Linked DNA regions of Mus musculus: regions 1, 2, 3, 4 and 5 are each linked to region 6. Evidence: chromatin contacts called from public HiCAR-type and promoter capture Hi-C data. All regions are on one chromosome and are shown on one strand. The core of a region is the stretch at or near the end of the contact, and the rest is flanking DNA. Distances in the headings are between cores, read along the strand shown. Region 1 holds the start of Rab39 (RAB39, member RAS oncogene family). Region 2 holds the start of Elmod1 (ELMO/CED-12 domain containing 1). Region 3 holds the start of Cul5 (cullin 5). Region 4 holds the start of Acat1 (acetyl-Coenzyme A acetyltransferase 1). Region 5 holds the start of Tmem266 (transmembrane protein 266). Region 6 holds the start of Cib2 (calcium and integrin binding family member 2).

The links. Promoter capture Hi-C pulls out the DNA fragments that hold promoters and counts their contacts. HiCAR-type assays count read pairs that join an accessible place to other places. Capture Hi-C pulls out chosen DNA fragments and counts their contacts.
Region 1: a HiCAR-type map of astrocytes shows a contact between it and region 6, with 2.4 times the contacts expected there. The contact joins the promoter of Rab39 here to the promoter of Cib2 in region 6. A contact is called at or near these places in 5 of 39 promoter capture datasets (embryonic stem cells, hematopoietic stem and progenitor cells, liver and 2 more) and 1 of 115 datasets of contacts at active chromatin or transcription factors (astrocytes).
Region 2: a contact with region 6 is called in a promoter capture Hi-C map of embryonic stem cells, with 4 times the contacts expected there. The contact joins the promoter of Elmod1 here to the promoter of Cib2 in region 6. A contact is called at or near these places in 4 of 39 promoter capture datasets (cranial neural crest, embryonic stem cells, hippocampal neurons and 1 more), 1 of 484 Hi-C or Micro-C datasets (Th1 cells) and 1 of 115 datasets of contacts at active chromatin or transcription factors (stem cell-derived neural progenitor cells).
Region 3: a contact with region 6 is called in a promoter capture Hi-C map of stem cell-derived epiblast-like cells, with 3 times the contacts expected there. The contact joins the promoter of Cul5 here to the promoter of Cib2 in region 6. A contact is called at or near these places in 10 of 39 promoter capture datasets (the 3T3-L1 cell line, embryonic stem cells, hippocampal neurons and 5 more), 1 of 484 Hi-C or Micro-C datasets (muscle stem cells), 2 of 115 datasets of contacts at active chromatin or transcription factors (astrocytes and bone marrow-derived macrophages) and 1 of 9 other capture datasets (adipose tissue).
Region 4: a promoter capture Hi-C map of liver shows a contact between it and region 6, with 2.2 times the contacts expected there. The contact joins the promoter of Acat1 here to the promoter of Cib2 in region 6.
Region 5: a promoter capture Hi-C map of adipose tissue shows a contact between it and region 6. The contact joins the promoter of Tmem266 here to the promoter of Cib2 in region 6. A contact is called at or near these places in 2 of 39 promoter capture datasets (cranial neural crest and liver), 1 of 115 datasets of contacts at active chromatin or transcription factors (pancreatic cancer cells) and 1 of 9 other capture datasets (adipose tissue).

What each region holds. Positions count from the first base shown.
Region 1 is chr9:53,703,482-53,708,212 of GRCm38.p6, forward strand. Rab39 (RAB39, member RAS oncogene family) reads right to left here and starts at 2,751. Exons shown (of 2, transcript NM_175562.3): 1 at 2,408-2,751. The coding sequence starts at 2,634.
Region 2 is chr9:53,973,064-53,977,681 of GRCm38.p6, forward strand. It overlaps Elmod1 (ELMO/CED-12 domain containing 1), which reads right to left and starts at 2,238. Exons shown (of 11, transcript NM_177769.4): 1 at 1,962-2,238.
Region 3 is chr9:53,666,169-53,671,370 of GRCm38.p6, forward strand. Cul5 (cullin 5) reads right to left here and starts at 1,339. Exons shown (of 19, transcript NM_027807.4): 1 at 870-1,339. The coding sequence starts at 893. It overlaps Gm16124 (predicted gene 16124), which reads left to right and starts at 925. Exons shown (of 2, transcript NR_166653.1): 1 at 925-1,187.
Region 4 is chr9:53,607,579-53,612,690 of GRCm38.p6, forward strand. It overlaps Acat1 (acetyl-Coenzyme A acetyltransferase 1), which reads right to left and starts at 2,772. Exons shown (of 12, transcript NM_144784.3): 1 at 2,635-2,772. The coding sequence starts at 2,697.
Region 5 is chr9:55,323,732-55,328,361 of GRCm38.p6, forward strand. Tmem266 (transmembrane protein 266) reads left to right here and starts at 3,182. Exons shown (of 11, transcript NM_172923.4): 1 at 3,182-3,269.
Region 6 is chr9:54,557,488-54,562,174 of GRCm38.p6, forward strand. Cib2 (calcium and integrin binding family member 2) reads right to left here and starts at 2,703. Exons shown (of 6, transcript NM_019686.6): 1 at 2,481-2,703. The coding sequence starts at 2,531.

The DNA.
Region 1 (4,731 bases), core at 1,501-4,000, 850 kb before region 6:
TCAGGTTACGACTGTAATGACAGACATATATCTTCAAGTACCCTTGAAGGAGATCCACGATTCAAAGCAAATGTCTTCGTTTTCTAGAAGCCATGGGATGACTTAACATCAGTTGTTCTGAATACCGTTTTATGGTGAGGCATTCTGCTAAATGCTAGAAAGGCAACTACTGTAGGTAGCTACTGAAATATGTATTTATATGAATATATCATTGGTAAAGAGCCAAACTAAGCAAAGTATGACTCATCATAAATGTTCTCTAACTGTCCTTGCATTATTGGGTGGTTTTAATAATGTATACATAAAATGAATTGCTATTTAGATTCTTCTCAAAGCCATTACAAAACCCTCAATTAGCAAAGGTTTACATTCTAGCAAATTAATTATCCTTCACCTTCCTGTCGATAGGGTGAGGAATTACTTTTAAGTAAATAGACAGAGGAAGATTTTACTATCTTTAAAGGGTAAAGCAAACGCTCTTAGTAAATGCTTTTTCTCCCCCTCCGGACCTTGAAATATCGCCAAGATCATCTCTGATTAAGATCACAAATGGAAGACTCAGTAAAGGATTTCACGAGTGATTGAACCGGAAGAAGTCTTAGAAATCATAAAAATGTCTTCATTTTACAGATGGAGCACAAGTTTTAAAGAAAAAACCAAAACTGCTTCAATCAAAGGAGGCCAACTGAAAAGGAAACGACAATGTCTTCATGGAATTCTAAACAGTCCATGACCTTTAGCACCGCTCTGGAAGCTGGCCTTACCATGCATCACATCCCTTGTTATCTCTGTGTACCCGAGGAATCATTGTCAGACCCAGGAATGGAAATAAAAAAACAAACAAACAAACAAAACCACCAGGCTGGCCTTGAACTCAGAAATCCACCTGCCTCAGCCTCCCGAGTGCTGGGATTAAAGGCGTCTGCCACCACACCCGGCTCACTTTTTTTTTTTTTTTTTTTTTGAGACCACAGAGATATCTGCCTGTCTCTGCCTCCCGAGTGATGGGATTAAAGGCTTGTCCTATCACACTCTGACTAGAAGCCAAACTTCTGAATGTTGAACACTTTACACATGTAGGCTGAACTCTCTTGGAATGGATGCTGGCTGAATGAGGGCAAGCCACATTTGTTAAGTTCCTTAACGGAGTTCTTTATTTCACAAGCAAAAGTACTTGTTGAGAGATATAAAAATGCTTGCCTACAAGAGTTCCAATTGATCATGTGATTTTTAAAAAAAGATTTATTTTTTTTATTATATGTAAATACACTGTAGCCATCTTTAGACACACCAGAAGAGGGCATCAGATCTCATTAGGGATGGTTGTGAGCCACCATGTGGTTGCTGGGATTTGAACTCAGGACCTTCAGAATGAAGAACAGTCAGTGCGCTCTAAGCCATCTCTACCTACTAAGCCATCTCATCAGCCCCGATCATATGATTTTTAAAGAAACAATTCCCTACATTATCAGCTTTCTTACTTTGCTCTAGAACAAAGTACTCTTCGATCTCAAAAACTGGAAATACGCTTTAAATGTGATTTAATCTCAACTATCCAAGGAATTCAGTTTCATTTACTTTTTTTCTGTAAGGCCAGTCGACTTTATACAATCTTTCAGGTTCCCCAGTAAACAACCAGAATGAGACTATTTACTTGAGACTGACTCTCTCCCCATTTAGAAAAGTGCTTTCTTCTGTTGTCACATACAGAATGTTACGAATCCATCAGTGAAATAAAGGAAGGGTTGCAGACAACCCTCAGTATTATCTTTTTCACACCAAAGCGTCAAAGGTGACAAACTTTTAAAGGAAACTTCACCCTATAAATGCAAACACACACCCTTAGTTGTCTCAGTGACTCCGATGTTGCATTTAGTTGTTTTCCAAGACCTACTCCCGAGGGTCATGGCCCAGAATTTTCTGATGACCACACTCGGTGCTTTCAGATGTTTAAACCATTACCGCATGCATCTCTCTGTGAACCGTTCCGAGGGCTGGAACCCCGTCTGGAATTCTGCTTGCTGAGAACTAAAGATTTTTCACAGACCTGGGAACCCCACTTGGCATATTTCCCGGGCCTGAAAGAGGCTTGGTCAAGGCTTGGAGGAGGTGCTAGGAGGAGGGTGGCTGAGGCAGGGTGTGTGTGAACGGCGAGCGAAGTCGAGTTTGGGGAGAAGGCAGCGGTGGAGCCAAAGGGACCCAAACGGCCAAGAGGAGCAGACAGAGCTGGGAAAGACCGGCGACCCTGATTCGGACAGGAAAGGAGACAGAAAGGGGGCGCAGGAAATCCGCACTAAAGAAAGAAGAAACTGCGGAGGAGGAAGTCGCCCCTGGAAGGGGAGGGGCGAAGGGGAAGCGAGCACCGAGCGCTAGCACTTTCGAGAGCCTGTGGCGGGTGCCTCCCTACCTGAAGCGCTCCTGCCCCGCCGTGTCCCAGAGCTGCAGCTTGATCCTCTTGCCCGGCTCAATCTCCAGCAGGCGCGAGAAGAAGTCCACGCCGACTGTGGGGTCGCAGGCGGGGGAGTGCAGCCCTGGGAAGCGGCCCTGGGTGAAGCGGTGCAGAAGGCACGACTTGCCCACCGTGGAGTCTCCGATCACAATAAGGCGGAACTGATAGATCCAAATAGTCTCCATCGCCTACGTGCCCCGTGCGCTCAGGAGCAAGTTCTGCCTAAGGAACTGTCCCTTCAGCACCTACGCGGCGCGCGCCCGCCCGCTTCCAGCATCTTCCTGCGGCTGCGGCCGCCGCCTGGTAGCCGCCCTCTGGGGAAGGAGGGGCGGGGCCGCGGGCAGGGGGCGTGGACTTGGTCTGATTGGGGTGGGGCTTGAGAGTGAGGGCGGGGCCACGAGTTTGGAAGGGACCGTAGGTAGGGGTGTGATCGTGAGTTGGGGGCGGGAACCTAACTTGCAGAGCAGCTGCGTCGGGCAGGGGGCCGGGCCCCAGCTGTAAGGGGAGGGAACTGACGTTGTAGAGGCGGGTCATTGGTCGTGCGGGGGCGGGGCCTCTAACTAGAGGGGCGCGGCGAGAGCGTCGGCTGAGGGGATAGGGAAGTAGCAGAACTCTAGACGACCTTAGCGTATTCTAGTGCAGATCTTGCTGGAAATGGACAAGGAATGGGTGTGGCGAAAGGATGTGACAGCAATAGCAACCAATGAAAATGTACTCAAGGGCTAAACTCCAGAAAGGTCAGCCAATGGGAAGTGAGAGTCATTTTCTCTCACGCATCTGCGAAGGCTCTCTTCAGACTAAGACCCTAGTTTTGAAAGTCAGTCAGGCTTCTGTATGTGGATTCGTGGTGTCCGGGTTCTCAGAAGATTCCAGTTGACAGTTTCCTCTGAAGAAAACAAATTTGCAGAACTAGTTCTGATAGTTTCTGTTAAGGATTGCCTGTTGCTGTTTGCCACAGCGTTTTCAGGATGGTTCTAGCCCTATGCTCGTTGGGGCCCTTCAGCCTGGGAAAAACTTAAAATGTTGAGAAGCTCATACGAGTCATCATTATTCTCGGTCTATAGCTGCCCTCTGCTTGCGTATGACCAAAGACCTAATAAACGAAGCGTAATTTAAATGTTGGTGAGACCTTACTGTGTTCTCTTCTGGACTGGGATGTAGCCCCCAGGTGGTAGAGTTGCCTAGCAACATGAAACCCTGGGTTTAGTCCCCAACTCCGCATAAAACAAATATGGTGGCCCACGGTTATTATTCCACCACATGGGGCTCGAGGATCAGAAGTTTAAGATTATATCCTGTAACTCTCTGTGTCAGCTACACAGAGGACAGAGGCAGATGGATTTCTCAGTTCAAGACCAGCCTGGTCTACAGAGTGAGTTCCAGGACAGCTAGGACTGTGCAAATTTCTTGCCAACCATTTCATTCTTTTCTTGCAACATCTAACTATCACACTCATCCTTAATTCCTTTCTTTGTTTTGGAGGAAGAAGCGTGACTTTCAGAGAACTCTTCTTTCCTCTGCCATGCATCTTTAGGCCCCTGTCTGCAATTAGTCAATCTTTATTTTATGTGGTATGTATCTTGTCTCCCTTCTACAATTGTTCTTCCTTCCTTCCTTCCTTCCTTCCTTCCTTCCTTCCTTCCTTCCTTCCTACTTTCCTTCCTTCCTTCCTTCCCCCTCTTTCTTCCTCCCTCCTTCCTGTTTATTTATTTATTATTTTTGTTTTGTTGAGACAGGGTTTTTTATGTACCCCTGGCTATCCTAGAACTAGTGTTGTCAACCAGATTGGTCTCGAACTCACAAAGATCCGCCTGCCTCTGCATCCCTAGCGCTGGGCTTAAAAGAGTGCACCACCACCACCACCACCACCTGGCTCTACTATTAGTTTCTACTCCTCTGCCTACAACCATATTTGAGTGTTCTCAGTCCTAAAGCTAATTAATCAGAACCCCCTCGGTGATGTTTCTTTGCTTCCACCATCTTGTTCCTTTTCACGTATTCAAAAGAGCCCTCCTCCCTCATTTCTTGTCCACAAGACTATCTTTAACAAACCTTCATACACTTTCTATGCCGCAGACTCTCATGAAACAATTGTTTCAGATAACTGTGCATGAGACCCCCTAATTATCAGATTCAACCTACCTGTTCTCATCATTCTCACCTCTGACCTCTCAGGACCCCTCCGTTTAAGGGTAACCAAGTGACGGTTCTATCCTCTGAGACAGAGGAGTGGCATTTTTGGGTAAAGATAATTTCTTTCTGTGAGAGCATGGCAACCTTTT
Region 2 (4,618 bases), core at 988-3,487, 580 kb before region 6:
TGGTGACTTGCTCTAGGAGATGTTGCCTGTTACATAATAGTTCCCTTATTTTGTTAATTCTATAGAAATGGAATTCCTTTATAATACCACCTATCAATGATTTTTCAGCACAATAGCACAGACATGTGACGCTGGTGTCAAAATCTCTTGGAAAGCTAGCATTCATATATGTTTTAGTTGAATCAGCAAGACACAATAGAGAAAAGGAGCAAATTTTCATTTCAGTTTTTTTTTTAAATCTTCATTAATTGAACACAGCAACACACACTGACCTCCGACTGGGAGAAGCAGCCTGGCAGGCGGAGGTGGAGCCTGTGATGTAACTGCGGTAGGTCTCTGTAGGAAGGACCTTTCCTAAATATGAAGCCTAAGTATGCAAACTGAAGCCCCTCCGCCTCCTCCTTGTGTGTGCAGACTTGCAAGAGAGAATTACTGTCTCTCTTATTCTTCACAAGAAGGCTTGAGTTCTTGGCCAACAAAAGAATTCCTTATAGATGGGTCAAGATTACCTATGTGTCTCCCACACACCTGGGGTTGGGCCGGGGGAGCTGACTGTCTGTAAATCCACCTTAGGATACTGACAACTAGGCAGTGTGTCAGTTTACTGGTTAATTGTGATGGCGCAACACGAGTTACGTAGTTCAAAGCGTAAGTCTGCTACAATCCAAAAAGTGCCCTGAAATAAAACATTATTTTGCTGTTTTTAACCTCAATGTCTTACAGAGAAAGCACTCATCTTTTCCCATAAGAGAGGGTAAGAAGAAATATCTCCTAAGGGTGAGGAAAAACAAAAATGTGTGCCTTTGGCAAAATTTCAACCAGATTGATCTCAAATGAAACTTCTAGGGAGAGAATGACCAAGACTGTTGTTACTCCGTGTTGTCATAAGACAACAAGGAACTATGACGTTTATTCCAATGTAGGCATGCTACTACCTGCTTTCCACCATATTGGCAATAGCAGTTAAGGACGGTTGTCAAGCGACCGACACAACATGCACACACTGCTGAGATGCAGAACAAAGCCTGGGTGGCTGCCTAAAATCGGTCTCTCCAAATGACAGCCCCAATTTATGACACCAGTCTAAGGCTTGCGGGGATTTGCGACGTCTTTTTCTCTGTTGGTGGGGAAGAAAGAGATGAAATTTGGAGAGCTCCAAGCAGTGGCCTGGGCTTCCATCTGTTTGTGCGGGGCAGAAAGGCTTACACACATATTCATTAAACTTGATCTGAAGCGAGCGAGTCTGTGAGGTCGTTTCTGAAATATTCATAAGGTCTGTTACCGGACTCGCCACTTAGAGGTTGAGCAGAAACACGACGAGGGGGAGCAGTTGGTGCCCACACTTGGAAATAAAGGCACTAGGAAAAACAGCACACCTCGCTCCACTGTTCCTGTTTTAACAGCTCCTCACGGCTGCTCTCCGCCCGCCTGTTCAATTGCACCTGCCCAGGAGATGCTCCAAGAGTGGAGTTTCCTGGAGTAGAAGGAGGTGCGCTCGCCAGCCCTGCAGACCTGGCTCAGGGTGGAGGCTCAGAGACCTCTGGTTTACAGCTCTGCCACTCTGCCGCCTGGCACCGCCCCGGGGCCTGACCGGCAGGACAGAGGGCTCCTTAGGGGCCAGGACCCTCCACTTGCCCCAGCCAGGCCGCTCTTTGTTCCCGCTTGGGATTCCTCCCTAAGCACCAGCAGTGGCGTTCAGTCGCTAGGCGACCTGCGCCCCAGGGACGCAAACAGCTTCCAGCGCTGACCCGCAGCGCCGCGGGTTGTTATTTCCCGGCTCACGATGAGAAAGAGGATTTAGTCTTGGGTGACTCGGGCGCTCCGGCACCCAGGTAGTGCGCACTTTCATTCACGTCCCCTCACTGTCCCCATTTATTTTGTACCCTACACACACAGGTCAGCTGCCACCTCTCTTTTTTCCAAGGGCATTCACCCTTGGCTCCTCTAGGGTCGCGACTCACCGGAGCAGAGACAGTGGTGGGCTCAGCAGCTCTGGGATCGCAACAGTGTGGTCTCCATCTCCGCCTTCGCTCCTGCTACGCACTAGCGACCGTGATCGCCGCGGCTGGTCCCCGAGCGGATGCTGGACAGAGGCGGCCGCGGCTGCCGCACTGGCTGCGGGCGCGGGAGGGGCGGGGGCGGGGCGGGAATCTGGGTCGCGTGGAGCCCTGCAAGCCGGGTTGCACCCTGGGCAGCGGGCAGAGAGGAGGCGACCGAGAGCAGCTGGGGAGGGCGTGCAGAGGTTTCCCTGGGAGCAAGACGCTGGCGGCTACTGAGCATGCTCAGTCGCGGAACCCCGGGGCGCGGGCGCGGCGGGGAGGAGTGAGCTCAGGCCCCCGCGCCAGAATGTGGGAAGAAAGGGTTAAAACTGCGCACTTGGCCGCAGTGGCCTAGTTTAACTGTGCAGGAGTCAGAGTCGACCACCCCTAAAGAAGTCCAGGGTTGTGAACCTGGGAAGACCTGTCAGTGGGATTCCTGAAGAATCTAGGGCAAGGAATGTTCTCCAGTTCCTCTGAGGTGGATTATCCAGAAGGCAAAGTTTGTTTTTAGTTTATTTGTTTTTTTACCTCCTCCCAATTCAGATACCCAACCCTCACTTGCTTTCCTGTGTGTTCTGACTCCCCCCAGGCATCCCCTTCCTCTCTTGATTCTTGGACAGGTCAGGTGAAGTTGTCAAAGAGCCAGTTCTTTAATTAGGTGTAACTGAGAGCCCCGGTGGGTCTTCCCTGGCCCAGGCCTGTGTTTCATCGAGGGTTTCATAAACAACAGCTCATTACAAGTTTAAGTATAATGGGATAAATTATAGATATCCTGGTCTGCAATTATTTGGGGGGAACACTGCCTTCTTGCAGTGGAATGGCTGAACTCCCGAACACCCACACCCTTCCTCAGTCCTATTTTCGGTTTTATGTAGAACGTCTTCATAGATAAGAGTTTCCGAACAACACAGGGAAACTGACTTCTTCAAAAGGCTTTGATTTTGCTCGTGGTGTTCCGATCTTCTGGTTTACCTTACCCTTTCCGTTCCCCTTCATGACGACCTACTCACTCTCTGTGATCAATGTTACCTTCTCTGAAACGTGGCTGCAATACAAGTTAATGCCTGGCTGTCAGAGATCATCTGGACACGCTGCTGTCACATAGTAGAGTTGGTTACTGCTGTATAAGAAGGTCAAACAACCAAGCCAACTGTTTTGTGCAGGCACGGAACAATGTGCTGAGAAAACAACAACAAATAAGACAGACAGGTTTTTCTCCTCAGAGAATTTACAATCTGTTGAAAACGACAGGCAAGCCAGAATGGCGGCAGCACTTGGGAAGCAGAGGCAGGTGGATTTCCTGAATTTGAGGGCAGCTTGGTCTACATAGTGAGTCCAATAACAATCACAAAACCAGAGAAAGGCAACAAATACCTAAAATGGAGAGTATTATCAAGAATAAAGGTCAAGTTGTTTTTGACTTTGTGTTACCCATCAAATGAATCTACCGAGACTTGACTTATCTCTGAAACAATGGATAATAATATTAATAATGGCCTCAGGCTAACCAAAATGTGTGGGTCCTTGCTAGTCTGTTGTTAAACCATTGATTTTTTCCCCCTTTCATTTGATTCCATCAGCTAAAACTGTTCTAATCTCAAATTATTTGTAGGAAGAACTTGCCATCCCAAGTAATGAGTAGGAGGCGTGTGTTGTGGGAGACAGAGCAGTTGTATTGTATCTATTATCTAATTGGAGGAACAGTATTTGTTAAATGGCCAAAGTCAACCGAGATTCCCAAATCTCATGAGTCTCTTCTCATGTATTATCTGTATTTACAGAAATAGTTATTCTCCAAAATATATCATTTGACTCATTGCACCTTCCTGCTGTCTGGATTGTGTAAGTATTTCGCTCGATCCTGTTGTTGTCTGAGCTTAAGAACCAGCTCTCCTGAAGCTTGTTTGATTATGGGTGTCCATGATGACTAATGACTAACCACTTTGACACTGTATAATGTGGGCACCTCCAGGGTTAGATCTCATTCATCTTTTTATTAAAGAACTTAGCAGATGACTAGTGGGTGGGGGATCCTCAGTGAGTTTACCGACTACAGGAATGCTGGGCCTTCCGACCACATTCTTTTTAACAGGTCTTCCTAGTAACCGTGGAATAAATTCCACAATCATGACACTTAACTTGGCCCTTGCCTGGTCTATGGATTTTTCCATTAGCCACAAATTTACTTTTTTTTCTTCTGGGTTTTGAGTTACTTTTGGATTTAGAAAAGAAGAAGAAGAAGAAAGAAGAAGAAGAGGAAGAAGAGGAAGAAGAAGGAGAAGGAGAAGGAGGAGAAGGAGAAGGGGAAGGAGAAGGAGGAGGAGGAGGAGGAGGAGGAGGAGGAGAAGAAGAAGAAGAAGAAGAAGAAGAAGAAGAAGAAGAAGAAGAAGAAGAAGAAGAAGAAGAAGAAGAAGAAGAAGAAAGGAAGGAAAGAAGGAAGGAAGGAAGGAAGGAAGGAAGGAAGGAAGCAGCAGCCAAGTGTGATGCACACCTTTACACCCAGCACCTGGAAGGCCGAAGCAGCCAGATTGCTATGGGTTGGTGGCCAGCCTGTTCTACATAGAGAGTTCCAGGGTTAT
Region 3 (5,202 bases), core at 89-2,588, 890 kb before region 6:
GAACATAGTGTTTATGTCCCCTCAGGTAATCACTAGTCCCATATTTCAGTTAGTAAGTTCAGGTCAGAATTCTTACTAAAAAACACAAACTCGCCTCAATTGTCTTCCTCAATCCTCATTTTTTTAGAGATGATTCTACATAACCTGCTCGCCCTGGGACTCTCCTGGCATTTACAACTTTTCAATGCTTTCTTTAAATGAAAACTTTTCTACACCCTAAAAGGATGGACAGCAGCACTTGATCGGGTGCCATCGATGTCCTATAAGGGAGGTCAGGATTGGGAGACAGTTCCTCAAGGGACAGAGAAAAGGTGGAAATAGACGGCCAGGCGTGAGAGAACTGGTGGGAAGGTGTGACATTCAGAGAAGGGAGGAAAGAGGTGAAGTGGCAGGCAGGCACTGCTGTCTAACTCACAGTTCCTGCAGAGTGCGAACAGAAATTAAGGAATGGGGTTGGGGGAGCATGGGGGGACCAGCCATTGAAACCTGCTAGGCAGCATTTTGCTGGGATTTTTTTCCCCTATTATGTCTTTGACACTCCATTCAGAAGGGACGGGCCCCAAGAGTCACAATGATGGGTTGGTGCGGCCCAGCGACACTGCTCTCGCTCCCAGCCGGGGTTGGTCCCTTGAAAGCATCGCTGCGAGTCGGTGAGCCGGCGGGAGGAACCCACCAGGTCCTCTGGACCCCCGAGGCCAGGGCCCGGCGTCGGGGTGCTCGGGCAACAGCCACCCCGGCTCATTCCGGTGGACAACCCCGAACCGCTCTCCTCATACACATCTTGCCGCTCCCACGGAGCCCGGTCCTTCCCCGGGAGCCGAGCGCATCGATGGCCGGGCAAAAGCCCGGCTGCAGCCGGGGGGACTTACCTTTAACAGATTAGACGTCGCCATGTTCTCAACTTGGACTCTCGCGAGACGGGGCGAGACTTGGCGGCGCTCGGGGCCAGGCCTCCTCGAGAGGCCGGGGTTCCCAGCAGGACCCCGCAGGCCGCGGCGGGGGATGCGGGGGACGCCGGAGCGGCGTGCCGTCAGCGCCGAGCTCGTCCCGGGCAGCCGTGCTTCCTCGGGCTTTCCAGCTACATGGTCACCCCGGCCTGCCCACGCGAGAGAGCGCATGCAAACGCTTGAGGAGACGCGAGCGGCGAATGGTGGGAAGGGACCGGGAGCCGACCAGACCGGGAAGAGGTAGTAGCCACTTCCTCGGGCCTCCCCAGCTCGCCTTCGCTTCTGCCGCTGGGCTTGCACCCGCTTGGGCCGCCGGCAACGACTTTATCTCGGCTTAGGGCCCGCACCTCAGGGTCCGTGGCGGCGTCACGTGACGCGGCGGGCGGGGGCGTGCTCGGGAGCAACCCAGGCGACAGCAAGCCACTGGGTCCCGAGGCCCGCGCGGAGGGTGCGAGCGCGCCCTCTGCTGGCTGGAGCCGGCGCAGCCCTCACGCGCTCGCCCCAGATCGGAATGGCTATTCAGAGCTCAGGATTAGATTAGCCTGGAAGGCTTCTTACTGCTGTCCTCAGGAAATGCTGACTGAGAGAAGGCGCCCAGTCAATTAATAAATGATGCACAAACGTACTGTTATTCCTATAAACAAAAAAAAAAACCCTGCTTGTTCAAGAAGTGATTGTTAATCTTGGGTTCCTTAAGACATATCCTAGAGCACCCTATAGTATTTTCTCCAAATTGCATCGCTTCTGATCACGAATCTCTGATCAAGGGAAGAGAATGTAATTTATACAGGGATCTCTCAGGTTAGCTGTTATTTAATGCATTATGCAAGTTCCTAATACTACCCTTTGGGGGTTTTAGTTGCTTGGTTGGTTGGTTGGATTGGTTTTTGACAGTTTCTCTATGTAGCCCTGGCTGTACTGAAACGCCATCTGTAGACCAGGCTGGTCTTGAACTCGGAGAGTGGAGGTAGGTGCCTCTGCCTCCCAAGTGTTGGGATTAAAGGTGTGGGAAACCACCACCTGGTATCAAATTTGTTTCTTTGAAACTCATCTCTCACTGTCCAACAATTTTAGTCTCAGTACTCAAAGCAGAGGCAAGAGGATCTCCGTAAGATTGGGGACAGCCTGGTCTACAGAGCAAGTTTCAGAACAGCTAGGTCAAAAAACCCAAGAAAACAAAAGTTTCTCAAACGTTGCTAGTGCATTCTTTATATTAATATAACCTGGGGTGCTACTTAGAAAAGCAGACTTTCAGGCTCCACTCTGAAGGATTTTATTTCATATATTATGCCTGAAAACTCCTTTTGCCCCAAGCATTCCAGGTAGCTATGTTTAAAGAAGACTTTCTATGTATTCTTGGATGGCCAGGAATTCTGTATGTAGACCAAGTTGACCTAGAACTCTAGAGTTCTGCCTGCCTCTGCCTCCAGAGTGACTGGTGGGATTATAGGTATACGCCTCCCTCGGAAAAGGCCAAGAGTTCTTTATATCTGCTTCGTGCTGGGTGTGGTGGAGCATGCCTTTAATCCTAGCACACTCTTAAGTTCCAGGCCAATTAGAGCTATAAAGTGAGACCCCTATCTAAACAATATAGCACTTAAAGTGAGTTAAGATTTGCTACTTTAGGACTGAAGAGATAGCTCAGTGGTTAAGAGCACTGACTGCTCTTCCATAGGTCCTCAGTTCAATTCCCAGCAACCACATGGTGGCTCACAACCATCTGTAATGGGATCCAATGCCCTCTTCTGGTGTGTCTGAAGACGGCTACAGCGTACCCATATGCATAAAATAAATAAATCTTAAAAAAAAAATCTGCTACTTCACAATGGGCCTTAGTTATCTTGTTTGTGAAATTAGTATTAAAACATCTATAGCATAGTGCTATGGCAAAAATTAAATGTAAAGGCTAGAGAGATGGCCCAGTATACTCACATACATTAAAAATAAAATAAAATAAAAAGGGTATCATAGTCCATTAAAAAAATAAAAATGACAAAACCGGGTGTGGTGCCGCTCGCCTTTAATCCCAGCACTTGGGAGGCAGAGGCAGGTGGATTTCTGAGTTCAAGGCCAGCCAGGGCTACACAGAGAAACCCTGCCTCAAAAAACACAAAACAAACAAACAAACAAGACATGATTCTATTCATTTTTGGTTTTGTTCTGTTGTTTTTCACAACAGAAAGATTTCTCTGTGTAGCTCTGACTCTCCTGGAACTCGCTCTTTAAACAGGATGGCCTTGAACTCGGAGATCTGCCTGCCTCTGTCTCCTGAGTGCTGGGATTAGAGTTTGCCACCACCTCAGCTGATTCCATACATTTTAATAGATTAATTACTGAATGCTGGAATTTATCACTCATGGCAGAAACCTTAAGTATTAATTAAACATTGTGAAAAGAACAGTGAAGAAGAAAAAAAAAGCCAAGGATGCAAAAATAGAAGGGAGAATAGTCCAGAGAGATGACTCGGGTAAAAAAATATACCGGCTGTCTGGAAAGATCCAGTTCTGTGGGGGATCTAATGCTTCCGGCCTCCGAGGGACTCTGTACTCACATACATATACACAGAGAGATACACATACACACAACACACATGTAAGTATGTTAATTTTGACATGCCATGACTAGCTCAAAGATTGGGCACTCCTAAACTTTCCCCTGCTAGTAAACACTCCCGTCTGGTACTCCTGAGACTCCTAAACCTTCCCATGCTTCCCGGGTAGCCAGTGGCCACTTACCCAACTTCTTGTACGAACAAGGCAAAGCTGTTTGGCCTTGCTCTCTTGCTGTTCTTATATCCAGTCCTTCCTCTCTTCCTCTAGTCTGGTTATCTAGCCCTTGCAATTCTCCAGGTCCTGCCCTCTCTCCATTGGCCCAGCCATTGTAAGGCAAGTCTTTATTACCAATCAGAGCCAGCTGGGGGCAGACTTTCTTTACAAACGGAGAACACCAGCCAATACAGTTTCTAAGCTTTGAACTTTAACCTCGGCATCTTGAGTCTCATTAGCCTCCATCCTCCTTTTAGGAAGAAATGTTTCAATCAAGGAGTAGCCACACAACCTGCCACCCCTCCCTTTGGCTTATATTCTTTCCATCCTTACTTCTATGATGCTTTCTGAGCTTATTGGGAGGCACGGGTGGTAATTGTAGGTACCCAGTTATTTTTTTCCATGGGAAGCTGAACACCGGGCCACTCTGCCACAGCCACAGTTAATTCTCAGGAGGTTAGCTAAGTGGTTAACGAGTCTCTGCAGTACACTGCAGGAAAGGAAATCCCTCCACGACAAACTAGGCTGACAGCTGCAGTAATTATGTGTATAATCACAAATGTTTAAAAGGCAATTTACAGCTGGGCGTGGTGGCGCACGCCTTTAATCCCAGCACTTGGGAGGCGGAGGCAGGCGGATTTCTGAGTTGGAGGCCAGCCTGGTCTACAAAGTGAGTTCCAGGACAGCCAGGGCTATAGAGAGAAACCCTGTCTTGAAAACAAACCAAAAAAAAAAAAGGCAATTTACTAGGCACATCATACTCATTTAACAGTGCAGTAGCAGTTGCTTCTCCACTGAGGCCTAAGACCTTCCCAGCCACTGGCATTTTGTCCTTTGTTACAGCACTGTGTGTAAATTTTCTTTGTGGAACAGACTAGAAGCTCAATCCTAAAATTAGTTGTTTACATTCCCAACAGTCATGCCACTGTGCACCAAGGAATGCATATCATTTCTCAGTGTAACATTAAGATCCTTATTAAGGACTGGGCAGTGGTAGCACACACTTTTAATCCCAGCACTTGGGAGACAGAGGCAAGGTTCGAGGAGAACCTGGTCTACAGGGAGAGTTCTGTGGACGTGGGCTGTAGCAAAGGCATATCTGCTATCCACATGGATGTTAATTTTCTTGCTGGCTCCAAGTTCCAAGGCCTTGGTGAGGGCAATTAGCTCCACTTTCTGTGTCCATGTGCCATGGGATAGAGGTGCAGGGGAATGGGTGGAGGTAGAGGTTCTGCCCAGATGACTTTTGTGCCATCCACCACAGCAGTACCTGCTTGTCTCTGACCTTCATGGAGAAAATTGCTCCCATCTATAAACCAGGTAGCCTCAGCTTTCAGCAGGCATCAGTTTGAGAGGTCTCTCCTTTTGGACCAGCAGGGAGTGTATGTGGGCCCCCATTTTGGAGATTATGTCCCAACAGAGTGTAGGGACGGTCTGGGGCAACCCTAAAAGAATGGGATACCCGGCCCATCCCTAGGTCCACTGTTCTT
Region 4 (5,112 bases), core at 1,522-4,021, 950 kb before region 6:
AGGTCCGAAGTTCAAATCCCAGCAACCACATGGTGGCTCACAACCATCCGTAACGAGATCTGACGCCCTCTTCTGGAGTGTCTGAAGACAGCTACAGTGTACTTACATGTAATAAATAAATAAATCTTTAAAAAAAAAATGATTTGAGGTTCAAGGAAGAAAATTTAAAAAAAAATTCTTCTTTGAAAGATTTCTATGGTTATATAAATTACTGTTTAATTTAATTCAAGTGACATGCAATAATTCATTTCTACACTCGGGAGGCAGAGGCAGGCAGATTTCTGAGTTCGAGGCCAGCATGGTCTACAAAGTGAGTTCCAGGACAGCCAGGGATATACAGAGAAACCCTGTCTCGGAAAAGCCACAAAAAAGAAAAAAAAAATCTTTTCTAGAGTTCAAAAAGGTGAACTGGGCTGGAGAACTTGGATTCAGTCCCAAGCACCCGACTGTTAATTCCAGAACTCATGATGAAGAGGCAAAAAGAACATGCATTCTGGAGACCATTCTAGAGTAGAGGAATACCCAACATAAAGGGGAGATGGGCACATGGCATATGCTACATAACCTACAAGTGGTAAAAAGAGCCCAGAACACAGGCAACTAGACAGTATAAAAATAAATGCTGGGAAGAGACAAATTTAGGTCATTGGGACCCAGAGAAGAAGAAGATAGAGAAGGCCCCAAATCTAGGACTAAGAGCGTAGGGGATTCATTGATCATTAAATTACATTTGATACTGTACAGAAATCCCTCCTCCAGACCCAAGTTCTATATCAATTTCTATACATCAATTTTATTTTGGTTGCCCTGTTTTGAGACCATCTTTCACTATACAGCCCAGGGTAGCCTCAAATCACAATCCTCCTGCCTCAGCTTCTTCAATGCAGAATTACATTTAGATGGACTCCATTACACCAGTTCAGACTCACTTTTATCATGCAGAAGATAGTTTGCACTTGGTTATAAAGCCTCCAGTGTAGACTAAGCCGGCTCTGCACACTTCTGTTTACACACCTTGACTACCTGGCTTATCTAATTAATTCGTCCAGGCACATTATCCAGAATCCCAGTTAACCTAATTTCATGGACCTCTCTCCAGCCATCCTCGCGAAACTTACTTACTCATCCAGAACTCCTCTGGGCATGATGGCTACTCTTTCAATTCCAGATAATCCAGAGGCTGAGGTAGGGGAGTGAGGAGTTCAAAGTCAGATGACCTAGTTAGCAAAACCACTAGAAAGAGAGTAATAGTAATGGTGGGGAGGGGGAGGAAGGAGAGTGGGGCTGGGGCGGGGAGAGAGGCAAGAAAAGGGAGGGGAGGAGAAGGAAGGGTCAGAAGGAAAAAGGCACACGAGTCTTTCTTGGGAACACTTTTTTTTTTTTATGCATATGAGTACACTGTAGCTGTCTTCAGACACACCAGAAGAAGGCATCAGATTCCTTTTTTTACAGATGGTTGTGAGGCACCATGTGGTTGCTGGGAATTGAACTCAGGACCTTTGGAAGAACAGTCAGTGCTCTTAACCACAGAGCCATCTCTCCAGCCCCGGGAACACTTATTTTACGAGTGAGGTTCTGCCCATCTCCAGATGAGAAAATAGACTATCCCTCTGGCTTTCCTATTACTGCAGTCACCCAGTACTTATTGTTTTTTTATCTTTCGGAGACTGGGTATCTCCAAATTGCCCACGTGGGTTGAAATCCTTGATCTCAAGCTCCTCTTGCCCGAGCAGCAACTCAAGTAAGATTCATTTTATAGTTTGTTTGCCCTCAGCTTCCAGCTCCAAGCCTCGGGCCCTCAATTATTCTTTCACAATCTCTTGCAGAGCAATGCTCTCTTTCAGCTCCTATTGCCAGAACTACCCGTTTCGGCGAACCCTGATTTTCTCAGAAACAAAACCACGCAAACCTAACTCCAGACTCTTAAAGACTGACCGACAAAGTCTAGAATGTCACCTTTGGAAAGTACAAAGTGTTCGCCGAACACAACCATCAGAAGCGAGGCACTCACTTCAAATAAAAATTATTTCTTGTACTGTCTCAGTAGCCATCTTGTTAGTTTTAAGACAATCTTCTGATTGCCATATAGTGCCTGAGCTCTGATTAAGACAATTAATTAAACCAATGATTAGCCAGGTGGTGGTTCATGCCTTTAATCCCAGCACTCTGCAGGTGGAGGAAGACCAATGAGCTCGAAGCCAGCCTGATCTTGAGAGAGAGAGAGAGAGAGAGAGAGAGAGAGAGAGAGAGAGAGAGCGTTCCAGGGCAGCAAGGGTTCCACAGAAAAACCAGTGGAACAAAATACAAACCAAACCCCAAAACTCAAACCAATCAAACAAAAAAACAAGGAAAAGGAAATCACAAGGTCACAAAAACGTCTTAGAAACTCCTGGGCCTACAGAGAGACTCAGCTCTCTGCAGTCTGGGATCGCGCCTGGTCAGGCCCAAGCTTTGCTGCACAGCTGATGCGGAGCGTGACAGTAGCACAGACTGACAGGTGGACTGACACACGACGGCGCAGGCACTCGATCCCCAAGGCGCTGGTGCTGAGCGCTGTGGCCCACGAGGACGGACCTCGCGGGCGGCTGGTGGGCTCCCCGATCCCGGCCCACCCCCGGAATCGACCCTGCTCACCTGCAGCAGCCCGCGAAGCAGAGGCCTGCGGACGACGCCGTGCAGAGCCACCAGGGCAGCCATGGAGACGCGAAAGGCTGTCAAGGGCAGAGAGACGCGCCGCGGCCTCCACTTCCCCACCGCAGAGCTTGCGACGTCGTGGCGGGCACCGCCCCGACCCTCTCCTCCAATAGCAGTCCAAGATCGCTGCGCTTGGCGGCGATTGGCCCGTAGCCAGAGGGCGGGGCCTGGCGCTTGGCCCGAGGACTGAGCTGAGGCTCTCCTGGACCAAAAAAAAAAAAAAAAAAAAAAAAAAAAAAGGACTAATGACCACGTGGCTTGACACCTAGGTGGTGCACGCTAAACTGTTGATTGTTGATGCCAGTTGTTTCTGCCTCCAGATGCCTGTAGTTTTCGTGCAGTCCGAGACTTTCCATTCACTTTGCCGTGCCTGATCAGGTGACTGTATTACCCAGACAAAGGATGTTGGTAAATGTTTCCAGCAATTCCCATTATATTCATTTATAATACAAATAAACCAATTTCTTACGTTAAAAGAATGTTGAAGTTGTTTTTCTGTAGGATGCTAAGTAAAATACATATTACTATCTAAACTTCACTGAGTAATAATAAGATTACATCAACTTTCAAAGAAACTCCCCGCAGGCTGGGTGTGATGGGACACACTCAGGAAAGAGGCAGGTGGATCTCTATGAGTTCGACGCCAGCCTGGTCCACATAGCGAGTCCCTGAACAACTAAAACTACAGACGGAGACCCTGTCTCCAAATAATTAAAACAAAACAGAAACAGTGCATTAACTGATATTACATGATAATTCTCACATTTGTGTAACCCATTGCTAAGGCTAGTTGGAGGATTGTTTTGCTTAGGTTTTGTTTGGTTAGTTTTTAGATAGGGTCCCACGGTGTAGCTCTGGCTATCCTGGAATTCACTATGTAGACCAGGATGGTCTTGAGCTCACAGAGATCTTTCTGTCTTTGCCTCCCTAGTGCTGGTATTAAAAGCACTATGCCAGGCCATTTGCTGACTTTGAATCTTCAGTTGGGGATAGCAGATCTTTCTGCTTGTGACATTAATTTTCCTTGATGTAAAACAAAAGGCACAACATACAAATTGAACAATTTACTTCAAGTCGACTTGTTTCATGTAATTGTGTGCACTCCTGTGTAGGCCAAGGGTAAACCTCAGATAACTCCCTCTGAGACTCTCTGCTGCTTTTTGTTTGGTGTTTTTTGTTTTGTTTTGTTTTTGTTTGTTTTGTGAGACAGGGTCTATCTCTCCTTGCACTAGAATGGCTGGCTAATAAGCCACCATCTCTACTCCTTCAACCCTATCCACCCATCCATGGAACTGGGGCTACAATCAAGGGCCACCACGCCTAGCTCTTTACATGGATGATGCTCTAAACGCTTTCTTGTGATGCAAACACTTTGCACACTGAATCATCTTCCCAGACCCTTTTGGGGTAAAGTGTGTGTATGTGTATATGCACCTTTGTGTATCTGCACCAAGTGCATACAGGCGCCTGAAGAGGACAGTAGAGGGCGTCAAAACTCCTAAAACTGAAGTTGTAGGTAGTTGGGAACTGTCTGTTGTGTTCTGAGAGCTGAACCCAGGTCCTTTCTAAGAGCTGATAGTATTTTTAACTGCTGAACCATAAGCCCCACTTTTGTTTTGTTTTTCAAGTTAGAGTCTCATGTAGCCTAGGATGCACTCAATCCCACTAGGTAGTCAAAGATGACCTTGAAGTTCTACTCCTCCAATGTCCACCTTTAGATTGCTGGCAACAGAGGTGGGTATTGATCCCAGGTCTTCATATAATCTAGGCAAGTATACTAAGCTATCTCTTCACTATGAAGCCTACCGTTTCCTTGCATGGTGGGGGTGTGCCTTCCTCATTAAGATACTCACTATATCAAAATGTCTTGGGTGATTGGCAAAGCTTTGGGATGGGCTTCTATAAGAAGCCTACACATCTTCAACATGGTTTTTGTTTTGTTGGGGTAGTTTTGGCTTGTCTGTTTGTTTTGGAATGTAATTGGCAAAGGAGGGATGAATGTCCCACAGCGTGAATGTGGAGGTCAGAACACTCGCTGGAGTAGACGCTCTCTCTTCATAACATAGGGCCCTGGGATCAAACTCAGGTGACAGGATTGGTAGCAAGGTCCTTCACCCACTGAGCCATCTGTGCTGGGCATGGTGGTGAACACCTTTAATCACAGCATTTGGGGGGCAAAGGCAGGTTGATCAGAGTTCCAGGACAGCCACAGCTATCAGACACAAAAATCATCTTACTTACTACTTCAATCTCATTGTTATGTGTGTTCTTTTTAGTTTTAGCAGGCTATAATTGCCTATAAATTTATTTTTTCTAGATTTTCAAATTTGATGGAATATAAGGATTCAAAGTGGTCGAGACGCTAATGTTCATTGTAATTTTTTTCTGCTCTAATTTTATTAATTTGTATTTTTGTAT
Region 5 (4,630 bases), core at 1,932-4,431, 770 kb after region 6:
TGAACACACACAAAATTCTGTTTGTGTGATTTTGGTGCTCTTGAAAAAACTGTCTGCCCTCCTTCCTTTCCTTCCTTCCCTTCTCCCTTCCTCCCTTCCTTCCTTCCCTCCTCTCTCCCTTTCTGATTTTGGACTTTTGAAGGAGGGTCTTATTATATAGCTCATGCTAGCCTTGAGCTTCTCTCCTGCCTCAGTTTCTCCAATGCTAGGAGTACTGGCATACATTGACACTCAGAAAAAAGGGGAGTGCAATTTTTTTTTTTTAAGTAAAAGGTCTGACTTACTTCTAAGGCATCTTGCCATGGATAGTATGCCAATGATACCACCTTAGAAACAGTGTTGTCTGTCAAGAAAGCAACACACACATCTTAAGCAGTCTCTTCCATCCTGCATTTTAGCGTGTTTTCTTGACGCTCTGTAACTCCTTTCCACGTGCACAGAAAGGCCTCCCTCCCATTCCTCACCTGCCACAAATTGAAGCAACACCTGTGCTGTTTGGAGCTGGAGGAGTTCCCAACCTCCGCTATCAGCACTGATCGCCTGAGGCAGTTAGAGCCAAAATTCCCAAGTCAATCTTCTGGAAATTAGATTGCAATGCGCTTGAGAGGCTCCACAATCTGACTCTAAACAAGTGTTTGTTACTGATTCATGAAGACCGAGCAAGCTGAATAGCAATAGTGAGACGCCTGCTGTGGGTTTCAGTTTTAGAGCAGTGTGGTAATCCTTCTCTGGATCTCAGGATTTGGTGTATATGAGAAGAAGAACAGGCAACATTAGAGAAAGTAGAGCGACATCTTGTCGCTATGTCCCCAGTCCTCCTCCCCCGTGTGCACGAGTTTGTGTGTGTGAGTGAATATCATCGAGCTAAGGTTTCAACACCCTAAAGAAATCAGGATTTTAATTCGGGCATGTGTTGTGGTAGTGACACACCACCAGGGGGAAGCATAGAGCTGACAAGTTGCAAATGTTAGGGGATTTTTTTAATTTCCATAGGGTTTCCGGGAAGGGTAGAGAGAGAAAAGACACGTGTAACTGGGCATACAGCTGAGTGGCAGAACCCTTGGGTAGCACAAATGAGGCCAGGATTCAATCGCCAGTGCTGCAAAACCAAACAAGCCAGAACGAAATGGCAAAAGATGTCCTTGTGTTCCTCTCTAGTTCCTCTTAGATAACCATGGTAGAAAAAAATGTTACCCTAAAGTGACATTGTAAGTAACGTTTTAAAGTAATATCTTCAAGTAACATCTTTAACACTTACACTTAAAAGAAAAAAAAATGTATTAGAATACAAAGTTTCTGGATAAATGGATGTAGTCTAATTTTTCTCCCTGAAAATACTTGCACTACTCTTAATATTTAATTAGAGTTTTCTTTAATTAGCCTTTCTTTGACTTACAGTTTAGAGTCCATCATTGAGCAAAGCCAAGACCTGATGCAGAGGCAGTGGGAGAACACTGCTTGCTAGCTTGAATAGCCTGCTTTCTTATAGTAAGGAGGACCACCTACCCAATGGTGGCACCGCCCACAGTGTGGGAAGGCACAGCTGGACCCTTCAACATCAATCTATGTCTACAGGCTAATCTAGTGGAGACAACTCTTGGAGTGGATTCAGCCACTAACAACACACACACACACACACACAGAGAGAGAGAGAGAGAGAGAGAGAGAGAGAGAGAGAGAGAGAGAGAGTTTTCTTTCTTTTTTCTTTCTTTTCTTTCTTTCCAACAATGTCTCCCATTCGGTAGGGTAGTCTGTCTCCTCCCTCTTGATTTTCTGGCACATGGGGTAGGGGTGGGGAGTGATTAGTTTCATGCAATCTCATTAATTCCAGGGATTATTGTTTGTGCTTGTTATTGGAGTCTAATTCAGGAAATCTTTGTATCTCAATGTTTTGCCAGATGGCTAACCAGCGAAACACTGTCATGAATGCTGTTCAAAGCCCTTAAGGAAACTTAAGTGTAGTTCTACTAAATGGGGGGTCACGGGGAGGTAGTATGGAGGGAGGACAGCATTTCTACTTTCCAGTCTATTTATGCCTAGAACCAGTAGGGGGAAATCCTGTCAAGCCAAATAACTTCTACAACTGTTTTCTCCAAGGACCCCCTGCCCCCCGAAATTAGACATTACAGATGGTTAAGAAATGTTGGTAGGTGAGGACTAAACAAAGACATACTTTTCCATGTACATTCCTTGTCTAGACATTTCTGTATCTATTAAAAAACCGATCCGAGCCCTTCAGGCGGTTCTATGTATGGTCTGGGTTTTAAAGCTTTCAATTCTAATTTCTACCGTTTTGCTAGTGGAAGAGAAGGCAAGAAAGTCGCAGGCGTTCCTGAAGGCCACGTGAACCTAACCAAATAGTGATTATTCTGGAGGGGAAGCCAATGGGGGAGAACCCCAAAGTCACTCAGGAACTTTGTGCCCTAGAGAAAGAAGGGTTTCCGATCTTTAAAGTATCTAACATAAGAAGGCCAAAACCCCAAAGGAAAGCGGCTATTTTTAAAAAACTGTTTTTAAAAACTGTTCACAGCAGTAAGCTTTTTTTTTTTTTCCTTTTCACACGTGAGGCTTTTTTTTTTTTTTTTTAAACCCCCAGATTGCTCAGTCACTCTGTCTACTCTAGGCATTCTCAATCGGGACAGGCGCTTCAAGGGCAGAAAACTCTTCATTTACAATACATGACCAACACGCACAGTGTATCTGTCACGTGAGAATGTGATGGGGACCACCGAGGGGTGGGCAATGCCTTCAAAGGCTCCTTGGGGCAATGCACACACCAGGGGCGGCAGGCAGAAACCTCGGAGGACACTGCGCGCCGCTACTCACAGCACAGTGTGTGAAAACGCACCCAGGGCGGTACCGTGGGACCGCAGGCGCCCGCCCGCCCTCGGCCGCACCAGCCAGCCTCCGCTTCGAGCTCCTGCCCCCTGTCACCCGCGCCACGAGGCCCGCTTGCCCTTCGCCGGGGGTGACTGCCCACACGCGGCCCCCGCTGGTCGCAGTTTCCTAGACAGCCGCGCGGCCCCTCTGCAGCCTCCGGAACGCGCGAGCGGGAGCGGGAGCGGGCAGCGAGAGCGCAGGCGCGGGCCCGGGAGAGCCGCCGTCCCGAAAGCGCGTGCGCGCGCGCTCGAGCGGGGTGGGCGGAGGGGCGGAGGGAGCGGCGGGGCCGCGAGGGGGCGGGGGGGTGGGGGGGCGGAGAGGGGAGCCCCGGGAGCGGGAGCGCGGGCCCGGCGCTGCAGAGCAGAGCGAATCCTGAGCTCCGGCAGCAGGTACGTGTTCTTGCAGCCGGCAGCCGCCGGGGCTTCCCCGGCTGTGGCCCGGGCGGGCGGGTGAGGGAGGCAAAGGTAGGGGCCGGATCGTGGTTTGCAGGGTGACTGCCCTGGAGGACTAGGATCCTGCAGCTGACCTTCATGTCCCGGGCTGGGGAGCCGGACGACCATCCTCTGGGGAGCACGGGGTCTTCAGATCCAGACTGGGGATCTGCTTGTCACATGCTTCTTATTTATTTTTGCAAACTGTCCTGGTTCGGGTCCAGCTGCGGATGCCTTCCCTCCTATTCTTTGCCTCTGTGTGCCATCTTGCATTTATTAATAAAACATGAAAGCTGGGGGTGCGGGAGGTTTGCTTCTAAGGGGAATCCCATTGCAGTATAGCAAGTGGACGCCTATTTTCGGTTTTCAGACGTGGTGTAGAGGTGGAAATCCCACACCCTAGGGGTTTGTGGCTTTGCTGGTCGTGACCACTTCCTAGTGGGCTTCCCCGGTTTGTCGCTAGGTGCCCCAGCGGCAGGATGGACGGTCTGGAAAGGATGGAGGGTTTCATGTCAGCCTGGCGTACTGTTCCGAGGACAGGTGCAGACAGTTCCCTGCTTGCTAACTTGCCAGGGAGGTTTAAACCCAGGAAAGAAATTCTTTCTAAATTGTTAATAGGAGGCCTTGAATTGAGCATCTGAGTCTTGCTTACTCAGACTCATCGCGGTTTTGCATCTGAAGCCGATTAAAGCTAGCCACCTGTTGGAAGTCAGACCCCATACTCCATTCTGTTTCATAGTCACCAATACTGAAATAATGAGGTCCGTAAGACCCCATTCTATCCTCTTTAAATGTGTTGCCTGCCAATTCTTTCTTTTGAAATAAATTCTCATTTTTTCCATTATATAGTTTAGACTGAAATATGATTTACTTATATTCCATATACATACATCACCATATTCTAAGCACTGGGTTTCTCTTCAGGGTATATTATCTATTTCCCTAGCTTTAACTTGGCTGTGAAGAAGAGTGGGGAAAGTGGACTGTATGTAACTGCTCCCTATGGCCCTCCCCCAGGAATAATATAGTGAAAAGAACAGAAAGAGCCGGAAGCACAAAATGAAAATGACTCGCAAGCTGTGGGGGTCCAGCAGCTGGACTGTGGTACCACATTAAACCAGGAGATGTACTTGTAGGGACCCAGTGCTGAGCTAAACGCCATTTGTGGCTCATTTCCTTGGGTCTTCACTGCAAGGCTGTCATCTCTGTGTTGGAGATGAAGAAGCTGGCACTTAAGGGGTTAACTGACTTACCCAAGGTCGCTCAGTCAGGAGCAGGGTAAAGATCCAGTTCATCTGCATCACACCCGATTGCAGATT
Region 6 (4,687 bases), core at 1,453-3,952:
CCCTCCCTCCCTCCCTCCCTCCCTCCCTCCCTCCCTCCCTTCCTTCCTTCCTTCCTTCCTTCCTTTTTCCTCACAAGCCTCTTCTGTGCTTAGAAAACACTTCACAGAAAGAGAGGAGCACAGACAGCAGCATTGACGGGTAGGAACCATTCAGTGGCCAGAGGAAAGCCTGGAGAGGGATAGGTGTCATGGGCCCACTGTGTACTCCCACGGTGAGGTCAAGGAGAAGCTGAGACAACAGCACCAGCTTGACTGGAAGCCCTGCAGGGTGCCTGGGGCTTGAAGTGAGAAATGAAACTGGGGGCTGGAGAGATGGCTCAATGGTTAAGAGCAGTTGTTGCCCTAACACAACATCTGGGTTCAATTCCTAATACCCAGAATGGTTTACAACCATCTAACTCAAGTCCCAGGACCCAATGCCCTCTTCTGGCCTCCATGGGCAACAGTCACACACAGGGTCACATGCATACATGAAAATACTCATGCATAAAATGAATAAATCTAATTTGAAAGAAAGAGAGAGAGAGACAGAGAGAGAGAGAGAGAGAGAGAGAGAGAGAGAGGAAGGAAGGAAGGAAGGAAGGAAGGAAGGAAGGAAGGAAGGAAGGAAGGAAGGAAGGAAATTGGAGACCAGCTGAACCCAGGCCAGGCTAGGATGAGCCCTGTTCTGCTTCCCAAGATACCAGAATGACCTGGAGAGAAGGCGTCTGTACCTGTGTTAGAAAACTCCCTGCTAGAGCGGGCACAGTGTTTATGTCTGTTCACTTGTTCAGGCCTGATGGATGGCTTCTTAGGGCTTCCTATAGGGGCCTGGCTAGTACACAGACATCCCAACTCTAGTGAGGCATATGCTGTCTCTTGATAGAAGGATGAAGGAAGGAGGGAAGAGGAAGTGGGGGATGGAAGGAGAGAATGAAGAGAAGAGGGACAAAAGAGAAGACCACAGGACCAGGAAGCTCCAGTTAGACCTCTGTCCCCAGGAGGCTTTGGAGGGCTGGCCAGGGTCACAGTCTTGAGATGGATGAGGGGATCTCAAGGTGAGATGCAAAGAAGGCTGAGTCATATGTGGGGCTAGTTCTTAACTGAAGGCATGGGCTGAAGCATAGCATTGGGATGGCGGACGGGGGGGGGGGGGGGCAGCGAGCCCTGCGTAGGCACGTGAGAGGATGAGAGAGGAGTGTGCCATGCACATACGTGGCCAGGGCGGTAGCCGAAACTTTGGGCATCTTGCAGGGGCATCTGGCGAGCAGGAAACCGGGCATCTGGCCTCAGGGAGGGAAGACCACCAGACTGCGAAGTTCCAGGAAGCCCAGAGTTACTTGGAAAAGGGAATGTAACCCTGGGGCCCCCATGCGGCCCGGGTTGGGCATGCTAGAGAGCCAGAGGAAAGGAGATGTGGGGCTCTCGTGTTTCATGGCTCTCCTTCCCCTGGCAGGGTCTAGCTGGGCCCTGGCAAAGGATCAGAACTCAACACTGGACTGGGTCTGACCCAATGCCGGGCTGGTCCTAATGGGGATGCAGGCTCCCCACTCTCCCCAGACCACTCTTCTCTCCTGGGTTTGGGCTATTTTGCCTGCATCTACCTCCACTTAAAACGCCTCCTTCCAGAACTTTCTGGCAGAAAAAAAAATCCTGACTTCCCAAGTCCTCATGCAAGCTCTGCACTCTTTCTGAACCTTCTAGTCAAACCAAGAGCTATTGACCTCCCCTGTCCACTAGAGCTCTTCTCAATACATATCCTATCACTTGGGTCACACTGGAGGTAACCGCTCCACGCTAACTGAATATTCACAAAAGTTGCACACATCTAAGATAGGAATACATATGACATAACACTCCTAACCTATTAGGCGATAAAAAGAAGACTCCACAGCTGTTGTTCCCTGAAAGTCCGGAGACATTACATGGTGAGCTAAAGCAACTGAGCAAGACTCTGGGCCAGCCCGGAGATAAGGTTCCCTCGCATACCTACAGAAAAGTTTTCACATGGCTGGGGGCTGTGAGATCATTGATATGGACAGCTAGCTCTGAACTTGGAAGAATCCGGGGTGAAAGGGCTACTAGGATCACAAAATAGGTTAAGAGATGTGGGTACGTAGTTATATAAACAACACACCCCAACCTGTAACCTGCATTTGGGGCCTCTTGTCCTCCCCCTACACCAAGCCCTTTCTGGGATGAGGGTCATGCCCAGTGGGCTGGAAGAAATGACTGGGGTCTAGCTTGGGAGGGCAGAAAGAAGGTCAATAAGGAAGAGAAGACGGGGTGGGTGAGGCGCATCTGACAGAATACTCTAACTGGAATGTTCTAACATTCCCGGGCCTGGGAAACTGAGGCTCGTCAAGGGGAAGTCATCCACCTAAGGCGACGCTGCGCGCTGAAGGTAGCGGCAGGGTTTGAACCTCTGTGAGTCCGCTTTTGCGAGGCCTGGGAAAAGGACAAAAAGGAGGACTACAGGGGCCGCGGCGCGCCGGCTTCACCTGGTAGTTGTCCAGCTGCTCTTCAGTGAAGATGGTCTGCTTGTTCCCCATGGTGACCGCGATGGTATGGGTGGCCGCGGCGTCGTCTCTCGCCCTTTCGAGTGCTGCTTCCCATCGGCGGCGTCTGGAGCCCCGAGCCCGGTGCCCGCGGCCCTTGCCAGCCCGGGAGCGGGCAGCGTCGCCAGCCTAGCCTGGCCCGCTCCGCTGGGTCCCGCAGTTCAGTGGGAGGGGTGCAGGGGCTGGGAGGCAAAGGCGGGGCCGGGGGCGGGGCGGGCCTAGGCGGGGGCGGGGGCCGGATTGGGGCGGAGGCGCAGCCTGGTGGAAGGAGGCGGGGCCCGAGAGGTGACTTCTCCCTGGAGACAGAGGCCTGCTCAGTCTATGCTGCTGCAGCACACTGAGGTGGCCAAGCGGTGGCCTCATAGGGCCGCCTGACTACTGGACACTGAGTGCGCCTCCCGTTCCAACCAGCACACTGACTGGCACCCCGGGTCGGTCCTGGCGATTGTGAGCCTGAAAATCCCATGGATTAGTGTGGTAGAACAGGCACAATCCTCCGGCCTCTGATCCTAGACTGAGAATAGGTGTGTTGTTGAGCTTGCGGGATTACCCAAGTCAGGTCCATCCTCAAAAAGCCGACATACACGCAGTCAAACACTCAAATCATAAAATAACTTTTTAAAAAAGGAAACAGACGAAGCAAACTCTACCTCAGCAGAGGAATGGGCTCTGGTAACAATAGGTTACACTACTCAGTTGGTTCAAGACCTTAAGGAAAGTAACTAGATCACTCCCTACATCCACTCTGCTAAGTGAGGCCTTCACGAAATTTAATAATGCAGGCAGGGTAGAGGAGGTTAACCAATACCCTCCTAAACGATTGGCTATCTTCAGCCGCCCCATCAAGGTGACCGCTAGGAAAAGCCCTCCAGACACACGGAAGTTCAGGAGTCCTGGCAACTCTGGGACCTATCAGTGGCCCACAAGGAAGGCTACTAGCAATGGAGTTGTCCTTACTGTCTATTCTTGGGACAGCTGGGCTGCATGAAACCTGAGTCAAAGGCTCCTGGTGGCTCCGCTGGGAGGCAAGTCCATCATGGGCTGCCAAAACTGAGATTAGCTACATGAGTATGGTCTCCTGTAATCCCAGCCCTCGAGACAGAGGCAGGAAGATCAGAAGTTCAGGGTTATCCTTAGCTGATTCAGGCCAACTTGTAGTACATGAGACTATATCTCAGAAAACAGAATATAGTAACTAAAAGCAATTTAGCTGAGAAATAGTGTAGTGGCAGAGAGCTAGCCTAACATTCATGAGGCCCTGGGTTCAGTCCCTAGCACCACCAAAAAAAAAAACAAACAAAAGCGACATACCAGTATTGTCCAGTTTTGCCTGGCTTACATCACTTTGGGGCCGTGTTGTTCTACTCTTTTTTTTTTTTTTTTTTTTTTAATGAGTACACCATTGCTCTCTTCAGACACACCAGAAGAGGGCATCAGATCCCATTACAGATGGTTGTGAGACACCATGTGGTTTCTAGGAATTGAACTCAGAACCTCTGGAAGAGTAGTCAGTGCTCTTAACTGCTGAGCCATCACTCCAGCCCTCTTTTTTTTTTAAGATTTATTTATTAATTTATTTTATGTATATGAGTACACTGTAGCTGTACAGATGGTTGTGAGCCTTTATGTGGTTGTTGGGAATTGAATTTAGGACCTCTGCTGCTCAGGTTGGCCCTGCTAGCTCAGTCTCTGCTCAATCTGGCCCAAAGATTTATTTATTATTATAAATAAGTGCACTGTTGCTGTCATTAGACACACCAGAAGAAGGCATCAGATCCCATTACAGATGGCTGTGAGCCACCATGTGGTTGCTGGGAATTGAACTCAGAACCTCTGGAAAAGCAGTCAGTGCTTTTAACCACTGAGCCATCTCACCAGGCCTTTTTTTTTTTCTAAGATTTATTTTTATGTATGTTACATCTATATGCCTGCCATGTGTAGGTGAAAGCCAGTGGAGACCAGAAAAGGATGTTACAGTCTCTAGAGCTGGAGTTACAGACTGCTATAAGCTGGCAGATATGTCAGATCTTCTGAAAGAGCAGTAAATGCTCTTAACAGCTGAGCCATCTCACTCTCCAGCCCTGAGTGCTGTTACTTCTTCAACAAAACCTTTACTTCTTTTTAAAATTATTATTATTTTTAAATTATAT